2 separate regions of the Callithrix jacchus genome follow, and region 1 is linked to region 2. The links are chromatin contacts, called in public Hi-C maps. All regions are on one chromosome and are shown on one strand. The core of a region is the stretch at or near the end of the contact, and the rest is flanking DNA. Distances in the headings are between cores, read along the strand shown.

The links. A called contact is a pair of places that touch in the nucleus more often than the background predicts.
Region 1: a contact with region 2 is called in a Hi-C map of induced pluripotent stem cells, with 1.8 times the contacts expected there. The contact joins the promoter of RRAS2 here to the enhancer-like site in region 2. A contact is called at or near these places in 2 of 3 Hi-C or Micro-C datasets (induced pluripotent stem cells and skeletal muscle).

Annotation. Positions count from the first base shown.
Region 1 is chr10:80,223,760-80,229,165 of calJac240_pri, forward strand. It overlaps RRAS2 (RAS related 2), which reads right to left and starts at 1,677. Exons shown (of 8, transcript XR_008475184.2): 1 at 1,257-1,677.
Region 2 is chr10:80,156,388-80,161,453 of calJac240_pri, forward strand. All of the region lies in intron 1 of RRAS2 (RAS related 2), which reads right to left. Among named protein-coding and RNA genes, the nearest start is that of RRAS2, 67 kb to the right of the region's middle. Within about 2 kb of position 3,129, at least 6 of the 16 cell types and tissues checked have an H3K27ac peak or open chromatin away from gene starts, as enhancers often do.

The sequences.
Region 1 (5,406 bases), core at 427-2,926, 66 kb after region 2:
TACATAAACATCCTTTCTTCCTGGATACAAAGGTTTCAGCAGCAGTAATCCCAGGGAATATTATAGCAACAATTATTGTTCATTTACTCAATGTGAAAGGTGACAATCACGTTTGTTTCAGTATTCAATATTTTAACAATATTTTAAGGTCACTATAAACACTAAGTGAAATAAACTGATCAAGTATCCCAATTAATAACAAATGGGTGAAATGGAAACCAGAAAAAAAATTTTTCACCGTTCATACTCTAGATACTGTGAAAATATCCTTGTTACCTGTTATAACAGGGTACGTTAGTTCTCTCCCAGCATATGCCACACCTTTTAGGTTAACAAAAGCAGGAAGACATCGGGGCTTTGTGTTTTAAAAATCCCAAAAAAGATTACTCAAATCTCTCCCCAAGAGCAAATTCTAAGAAGGAAGAATTCCACCTCCCTTTCCTTTACCACAAACCCTAGACTTTCCGCCTCTAGCAACCAGAGAGGGCTGGGGGTGGGGGAGAAGGTGGTTAGAAAACAGAACGCACGACTCGGTCACCTCCCAGCCTGGCCCATCCCAAACTTCACCTAGGCAAGGCGAGAAGCAGGAAGGCACCAGGAATTCCTAGGAAATGGTCTCACCCCACCAGAGAACATTTTTAACTTCCTCGAAGCCACCATTTCCCCGGGGCATTATCACACACTCCCACCCGGACATATTACCTAAGAGAGTACTTAAAAGCACAACACACACAAAGAAATACACCGCGCTTGAAGCTAGCAGCTCCGGCTCAGGCGGCGCGGGGAAGCCTGGAGACCACGAGGAGCCGCGGCCAAGCTGCCACAGCGATCGCCTCGACGGTGCAGGCGCGGCCGCAGGCGGCTGGAAAAGCAGCTCGCGGGGCTCCAGCTCCAAGCCCCATGCCCGGACCCTTCGGACCAGGAAGCTCGCCTTGGTGGCCCAGTCTCTCCCGGAGGTCTCCGGCCTCGGCCAGAGCGATAAGGTGGATCGGCGCTTCCCACCCTGCCAGCTCCGCCCTCCGGACCACATTCCTGAGAAGCCCTACTCCCGGGACGCCGCGCCCGGGAAGAGGCAGGAGTGCTACGCAGCGGCCGCAGGGCAGGAGTGTAGTCGGCCTCACGCCCTCCCGCCCCCGGCCCCGGCCCCGGCCCGCGAGGCGCCTCCGGGGCGAGGTCGCGGCGGCCGCCCCGCCACAGGTAGCTCCGGCCTCCGCCCGCCGCCGCCCGGGCGCCCCCGGCAGGCCCGCTCCAGGTACCTGGATGAACTGGATGGTGAGCGCCGACTTGCCCACGCCGCCACCGCCGACCACCACAAGTCGGTACTTCTCTTGGCCGGAGCCGTCCCGCCAGCCGGCCGCGGCCATGGGGACGCCACAGAGCCCAGCCTGACCGCGCCAAGCCGCCGCTGCCGCCCGCCCTAGGCCCGGCTCCGGGGACGTGTGCGGCCGGCGGGCAGCAGGCGAGCGGCCGGGCGGGGGTCGCGGGCAGCGGGAGGTGTCGGGAGGACAGGTCCGCGAGGCGGCGCGGCGCCAGGGGCTGGCCGAGTACCGCCCGAGGTGCGGAGAAGTGGGGTGACGGCACGGGCCAGTGGCGGCAGCGGCTGGGGGGCGCGCTCCTCTACGCGTCTCCGCCGCGCTTGCCGAACGCAGCCTCCAGCGCCTCCACAAATGGCCGTCTGGGGGCCGGGCTGCCGAGCTGAGGTGCTGCATATGCATGAGGGGGCGGGGAGGGGCGGGGCCACGCTGCTTGGGGCTGAGATTTGGGAGTTGACCCAGGCTTCAGAACCTCACGGACAGGCTACTCCAATCCCTAGCCAGTGAACGTCAGTGAGTGTGGGAGTGGGTGTCAGCTGGGAGTGGGACGAAGGCAGTAAGAGTGTGTGACCCTAATTGTGTATGTCAGGGATTGTGTGGATGGAAAAATACAATATGTGATGGCTTGTGTGAAAAATAGAGCTGTTGGCATATTAACTCAGTTTTATAGGAGAGTAAATACCGTGCTTTAAGAGTACAGATGGTGACTATACTTGTGTGAAAAACAGTATGTGACAGTGATTGAGGATTAGAGCTGTGTCACAGTAATTGAGTGTGTGATGGGCGTGTGCTTGTGGACAGTGTGAAGAATGGGACAGTGGGTGAGCATGGAGAATACGTCACAGTGATTGAGCTTGCATGGGAAAGACGGAATGTAACAGATTTTGTATGTGTCAGTACAGTGTCATAGTTGCTATGTTTATGGGTGACAAATGTTCAGTAATTGGATATGAGGATTGTGAGTGTGAGGGTTTGAACTCCTGGCCTCAAGCAATCCTTCTGGCTCGGCCTCCCAAAGTGCTGGGATTATAGGCGTGAGTCACTGCCCTGGCCTCATGGGGTTTTTAATAAGAATTAAATAAGCACGTAAAACAGTGCTGGTACACAGGAAGCATTTATAGGAAGCAGTTACAGCAATTTTGGAACATGACTACAAGTTCTTGGATTTACCTGGTAACTCACATGGAACCAGTAGAATGCAGCAGAAGAGATGCTGCCTAAGTTCCCAGGCTAGATCAGAAGAGGCCATGTAGCTGTTCTCTTGGTTAATTCTCCAGGAGAAACAAAGTTTGACAACCATAAGACTGCCATGCTACAGAGGCCACATGTAGGCATGCCAGTCAAAATTCTCACTGATGGCAGGAGCAACATGTCCATTAATAAAAAAAAGTCCCACTGAGCTCCCACGAGATCACCGGTATCACCTGTCAGCCATCTGAGTGAGACATCTTCAACAGCCCAATGGAGCCTTCCAATGATGGCATCCCCTGTTAGTGTCTGACTGCAACTGCATGAGAGACCCCAAGCAAGAACTATCTACCCAGGCCAGCCCTTCCTGAATTATACACACACACACACACACACACAAACACACACTTTATTGTTGTCTTTTTTGAAAGACAAGATCCCTGTTACCCAGGCTGAAGTGCAGTGGTACAATCATGGCTCATTGAAGCCTCTAACTTCCGAACTCAAGTGATCCTTCCATCTCAGCCTCACTAGCAGCTGGGACTACAGGCACATGCCATCATGCTCAGGTAATTTTTTTTTTTTTTTTTTTTTTAGAAACAAGTTTTCCGTATGTTACCAGGCTGGTCTCAAACTCCCAAAGTACTGGGATTGCTGGGAGCAATGGCTCACACCTATAATCCCAGCTCTTTGGAAAGCCCAGGTGGGTAGATCGCTTGAGTCCAGGCGTTCCAGACCAACCTGGCCAACATGGCTAAACCCATCTCTTCTAGAAATACAAATTTTAGCCAGGAGTGGTGGCATAGACTTGTAGTCCCAGCTACTCCAGAGGCTGAGGTGGGAGGATCACTTGAGCCTGGGACGCAGAAGTTGCAGTGAACCAAGTCTATGCCACTGCCCTAGTGCCTGGGCGACAGAGCAGCTCAAAAAAAAAAAAAAGTGCTGGGATTACAGGCATGAACCAGCACTCCCAGCCCTTCTGGAATACTTGACCCACAAAATCATGAGCAAAATAAAATTGAGGTGGCTCACGCCTGTAATCCCAACCTTTGGGAGGCAGAGGTAGGCAGATCACTTGAGCCCAGGAGTTCCAGACCAGCCTGGACAACATGACTAATCCCATCTCTACAAAAAATTACAAAAATTAGCCATGAGTGGTGGTGCACGTGCTTGAAGTCCCAGCCACTCTGGAGGCTGAGGTGAGAGGATCATTTGAGCCTGGAACACAGAAGTGACAGTGAGCCAAGTTTGTGCCACTGTACTCGCACCTGGACAACAGAGCGGGCTCAAAAAAAAAGTGCTGGGATTACAGTCATGATCCATCACTCCTGGCCCTTCTTGAACACTTGACCCACAAAATCATAAGTGAATAAAATTGTAGCAGCTCCTGTCTGTAATCCCTGCACTTTGGAAGGCAGAAGCAGGAGGATCACTGGGACCCAGGAGGCAGAAGTTTCAGTAAGCCGATACTGGGGCCACCGCACTCCAGCCTGGGTGACAGAGCGAGATCCTGTCTCAAAAAAAAAAAAAAAAAAAAATACATTGAAATACCGCTTCACACACTCAAGGATGACTAAAATTAAAAGGACAGATTATATAAGTGTTGATGAAGATGTGAAGAAACTGGAGCCCTCATACACTGTGGGTAGGTGTGTTAAATGATGCCACTGCTTTGGAAAACTGTATGTCAGTTCCTCAAAAGATTAAATGTAGTTATCATCCAACCTGACAATTACTCTCCTACTTACCTATATCTGAGAGAAATGAAGACATATACGCACATGAAAACTTGTTTGTGAATGTTCATAGCGTTGTTATATGTAATGGCAAAAAAGTGGAAACAATTGCTCCTCAGCTGATGAGTGGATAAACAAAATGTCATATAGCCATACAATAGAATATTATTTGGCAATAAAAAGGAATGAGGTCCTGATACATGTTACAACATGGATAAAGCTTGAAAACATTATGCTAAATGAAAGAAGACAGACACAAAAGACCACATATTGTATAATTCCATTTATATAAAAGGTTCGGAATAGGCAAATCTATAGATTCAGAAAGCAGATTTGTGGTTGCCAGAACTACAGCAACCAATAGCAGGTATGGGGTTTCTTTTGGAGGAGTTGAAAATGTTTTGAAATTAGATAGTGGTGTTGATTGCAGAACCCTGTAAATATGCTAAAAACATTGAATTGTATGCTTTATATGGATAAATCTTATTGTGTGTGAATTATATCTCAGAGAAGTTAAAAGAAAAAAAGATTCAATTGCAAGGTTTTATTTGAACTGTGAAGTTCAAGGAAGTGGCTTTGTACTTCAGTGTGTTCTTCATATTAACTCTATTCCTTTACTTTTTTATTTGACTCAAAACATAGTATTCAGCAAACAAAAAGTCCATATGCTCCACCCCACCCAGACTTTCTATTCTAAAATGAGCTCTTTTCCTTAGAAAATGCCCCCAAAAGCATACAGCAAAAAGAAACTTCCCTGCAAACACAAATCACTGAAGACACACAGAAGAATATGGGAGAGGAAGAACTAGTTGTCACTCAAGCCAATTAAAGGTGAATTTTCAACTTAATCTGAAAAGTTTCCTTTTCAAGTAGCTGACAGATAGTAAGTACATAAATCTTCATGAAAAGAATGATCTAGAACCTTGGAAAGAACAGTAGAGACCATCCCCCTTACTTTATAGAAAGAGCGGCAAGGGGAGAATTTCTTTCCCAATGTCACCTAACAAGTTGTTAGCAGGGATTAGGAAACAGGTCTCCTGACTCCCTTGCTCAGAGCACTTTGCCCCACGCCAAGCTGGGTGTTATCCAGAACCCCGGAGAGCCTCACATCGCAGAGGGAGGCAGTGTGATGCTGCCAGTCAAGAGAGCTGCTGACTGCATCATTTTGA
Region 2 (5,066 bases), core at 1,879-4,378:
TCTACAAAAAATTTAAAACTTAGCCAGAAGTTGGGGCGGGGGGCGGGGGGGGTACACCTGTAGTCCTAGTTGCTTGAGGCTGAGACAGAAGAATTGCTTCAGCCCAGAAGTTCGAGGTTACAGTGAGCTATGATCATGCCACACTGCACTCCAGACTGGGGGACAGAATAACACCCTGTCTCTTAAAAAAAAAAAAAAAAGTTTTTAATTAAAATTAAAATTTTAAAGAATAATCACAGAATTCCATATCTATAACCCTATTTCTTTTTTAAATGTTTTGCTTAAATGCATGATTTATTGAACAAAGTGTAAAAGAAACCTTTACCAACAGCAGTAACTTTTAGTAGAAAGCCATCTCCTCCTCCACTGCTCTATCACCATTTAAAAATAAACAGGTATCAATTCACTTTACTTGCCTGAAAAAAAAAAATAAGCAGGCATCAAAACAATCCTGAACTTACTTTTTGGAACCCATACCGCTTCAAAAAGTAAATAAATTGTACTGACAACAATATTCTCTGTACCCATTACTCTAAACAACTGGAATCAGCAGTCTTTCACAAGCAAATTGGAGAAAGCATTCTCTTTACACTTAAGATTCGTTTCTTGAAACATGTTTCTCCACATGCCATGCTTTAATCCTGTAAAACCCCAATTTCACTGACTACTCCCAGTTGATGCCTCAAAGTACTACACTGTCCCTACCGGTTTTAGCTAAAAATATAATAAATAAATGTTAAATACATTTTTTACAAATGTCCAAGCCATGCACAATAGTAAGAATTCTTTAAATGTGCTGGTTCTTTGCATTGTGAGATTAAATTAAGATATTAACATGTACAAAAGATTGCTGGTTTGACTGTTGGTATAAGATTGTTGCAACTTTAACTGTTTTACCTCCGCTAGTTACGGATATTTCTTTGGATGTCTTAACTCTTGTAATATTACAAGAATTTTGCCATATTGCTACATGCATTTAGTCCACTCATTAATATTTAAGTCAAATTAATTGTTGGGATTTTAGATATTTAGGTTCATGCCTAATCTTTGCTGTGACTTATCTTCATACTTTGTTTACAGAGACCATCATCTACTGGCTACATGTATGTTGTAAAGAGCCATCCACATTGAAAGATTCTTCTTCCTACGAAATATCACTCTGGGGCCTATCATAGAAGCAAAAATCTCTTTCCCTCTCAAAATTCTAATAAGCCACAGGTCAGAATATCCCTCAGAAGACCATTCACTGTATGCAGGTGACAAATACAAGCATCACCTCCCACCAAAGAGACAACATTTTTGTTATGTAAACTTGAGCACCAGATATGTGAGGCAACAAATCACCAATAAGTAATCAATCCCAGTGATGAATAGTCCTGGGTTTAATTCCAACTCCGCTACTCTCTAGCTGTGGGACCTGAGGCAAATCACTTTACTTGTCTAATCTTCAGCATCTGTAAAAGAGTGATAGGAGCAAAATCCTGTGAAACGGATAAAATCAAGTATGCTATTGATTAATAAATATCAACCACAATCATAACTATTATTTTGTCATGCAGTTAAATGGTCCAAATTGGTGTTTTTTATTCAAGTATAAAGAACGGCTAAGTCAGGAGTAGCTGTAATAATTCCAGTCGTAGTTACACTTCAGACCAACCACATGACTTCTGGGACTTGGTTATGCAAATGCTGTGAATCAAGATGAAAGCTCCCCATCTGGAGTTCTAGAAATATTCTCTGGAACTGAGCAGCAACTACACAGGTAATTTACATAAGTAAAACACCAACAAGCTGTACAGTTAAGATATATATACTTTTTGTACATATATGAATTATACCTCTACAGGATATGTAAATTAAATGGCTCCCTGTTGCTTACGAGATTCCACAGTTTCTTTACCAAGTATGCAAAGCTCTCCAGTATTTATGTAGTATGCAAAGCCCTCCAGTTGGATCTGTGTTGTTCATCATTCAAAGCCTCATTTCCCACTACTTGAAACTCTTCAGCCAATTGTCCTGCTCTCTTGATTTCACTCATTCAGTTGTTTAATGACCGTGTATGGAGTACCTACTAAGTACTCCATACTTTCAGAGCCCAGGGCCTTTTATACAACAATCAGTAGTTGAGCTATTAATGGGGGAAAGAGAGACTGTTTTTCTTTTCTAGAAAAGAAAACGTCTCTCTCCTGAAGTTATAAAAAGTTACCAACCACAGCCTAGAAAGGACCTTCTGTAGCAGAAAGCAAGGGAAAATAAAAAAGCACAGTATTGCATTGAGCTAGACAGTAGAGGTTCAGGCAAGGGTAGGGAAGGAGGGTGGACCCAAGGGTTCAAAAGAGTACACTGAGGGGAAAGGAAGGGTGGAGGATGGAGAGAGCATGTGTTTCCTGATGGACATGAAAGAATGTGTGCAGAAGGATCCTAGACAGAAGACAGGGAATACCCCCATCAAAGGGCAGCATGCTTTCCCTGTAGTATGGAGGGGCAAATGAACTTCAGTTTCTTTAAAGTTTTTAGGAGATATGGAGAAACATTTAGGATTAGGGAAGCTATCCCATTCAGAGATAAAAACCTGGTCTGGCAAGCCTGGGCAACAGAGCAAGACCCTCATCTCTACAAAAAATAAATTAGCCAGGCTTGGTGATACGCGCCTATAGTCCCAGCTACTCAGGAGGCTGAGGTGGGAGACTGAGGTATGGGGATTCCTTGAGCCCAGAAGGTTGAGGCTGCAGTGAGCCAGAATGGCACCACTACACTGCAGCCTGAGCAACAAAGCAAGACCCTATCTCAACCAAAAAACAAAGAAAAAACTGGTCTGGGTAAGTTTGTTATAAGCCCTTAATAATGCAAAAGTAGAATATTACGCTGGGATAAGTAGGATAATCCTGCTTACATGCCACCAGATTGTATAACAGGAGGTTGGGCTGGCCTCCTAAGAACTGCCAACTCAGTATCTCCTCAGTCAAAGAAGCTACGTTAAGAAGGAAAAGAAGGAAGGAAGGAGAGAAAAGGGGATGAGTTACCCTTCCACACTGCATTCAGTGGTAAAGAGTGACAACTCACTTTCTCCTAACACCAACCTATTGGTGAAAGTGTAGTTCCCAAACACTGCCACAGAGTGGTGCCTGGTCTACACATTGGGACTGGTAATTTACTGGAGATTCTGGGAAACTCAGTGAATCCAGCACAACGGTTAAGTCTACCACCCTTGCATGGAAAAAGGATACGCTAAATCTAAGGTACCACTGGGGAGTTGTAAACAAATGCAGGGCATTTCTGAGCACAGCATCATTCTCAAGAAAGTTGTAGTTCTCCAAAACCATAGGGTGTAGAAGGGGGAAGGGAAAAGGAGAGGAGAGGAAGGAAACAAATGAGACAAGTGTAGGAAAACCTCGAAAACTCCTGAATCTGTGCAATGTATGACAGTAGGGTCTCTGAACTTTTGTATATATTTGACAATTTTCGTATTAAAATTATTTTTTTAATCTGGTGGTAGCATATAAGAAAAGAGACAGGGATCCTTTTTTAACACTGAGCTTTCACCTCACTCTACTGAAGACTATATCATGTAGAGGCCTGATTTTTTTCTCAAAATATTTTCCAGTTTTTTCTCTCCTCACCCTCCCTTTCTCTCAACAACATATATATATATCTCATCTACCTTGCTTTTTATTTTTTACATTTATTGTCCATTTCCTCCCTGACCCAACTAGAAAGAAACTCCATGAGGGCAGGGACTTTGTCAGAGAGGTAAAGTGACCTACTTAATGCTTAAACATCAAATCACTGGTGGGTCCAGTACCAAAACTGACATTTCTGGGCTTCCTGACCAAGGCTTCTTATACTTTGCAAATCTGCCTCTCGAAACATAAAACACACTCACATTCATCCTCCATTCCTCCTTCCACTGATCCCATCAAAAGTGAGATAGCTGTAGGCCAGGTGTGGTGGCTCACACCTGTAATCCCAACACATTGGGAGCCCAAGGTGGGTGGATCACCTGAGGTCAGGAGTTCAAGACCAGCCTGGCCAACATGGTGAAACCCAGCCTCTACTAAAAATACAAAAATTAGCCGGGCATTATGGTGCATACCTGTAATCCCAGCTACTCAGGAGACTGAGGCAGGAGAATCACTTGAACCCAGGAGGTGGAGGTTGCAGTGAGCCGAGATCGCACCACTGCATTCCAGCCTGGGCGACAGAGGAAGATTTTGTCTCAAAAATAAGGAAGTAAACAAAAGTTTAAAAAAAGAGAAAGTGAGATATCCTCCATCATAATCACTGCTGATGGGGCATTTGCCATCTGACAGACAGATTATAATATGCCATTTTATTACTTCATAACTATATTTTCTCCTTTAATTCCCACAATAACTTTTTTGATAGAATTCCTGTCAATAGACTTTTTGAAAATAAGTCACAAAATCACTTCCTGAAGGTCACCAGCTAATAAATAAGAGCACTACAACTTAAATCCAGGTCTGTTCCTAATGTTCTGATGCTCCTGATCCTAATGTTCATGCTCTATAATTCCTGCTATTTAATAAAATTCAGTGGTGGCTCACACCTGTAATCCCAGCACTTTGGGTGGCCAAGGCAGGTGGATTCGTTGAGCTCAGGAATTCGAGACCAGCCTGGGCAACATGGCGAAATCCCATTTCTACTAAAAATACAAAAATTAGCCAGGCGTGGTGATATGCACCTGTAATTCCAGCTACTCAGGAGGTTGAGGCACGAGAATCGCTTGAACCTGGGAGGCAGAGGTTGTGGTGAGCTGAGATCACACCACTGCACTCCAGCCTAAGTGACAAGAGTGAGACTCTGTCTCAAAAAAAAAAAAAACAACAACAAACCATAAAATTTCAAATGTCTCATTCCTTACTGGCCTATATAGAACAAGGAGTAAACGTACCACCAAAAAAAAAAAAAAAAAAAGACTAACAAATTTACTTTCTTTTCTTCTCCTTCTTGATCTTCTGCTCAGCTCACCCTTTACGCCCATACTACACACAGGTAACAGGTTATAAAATATTCTAGGGGCAAAATTCTGTGATTCTCTGCTCCCC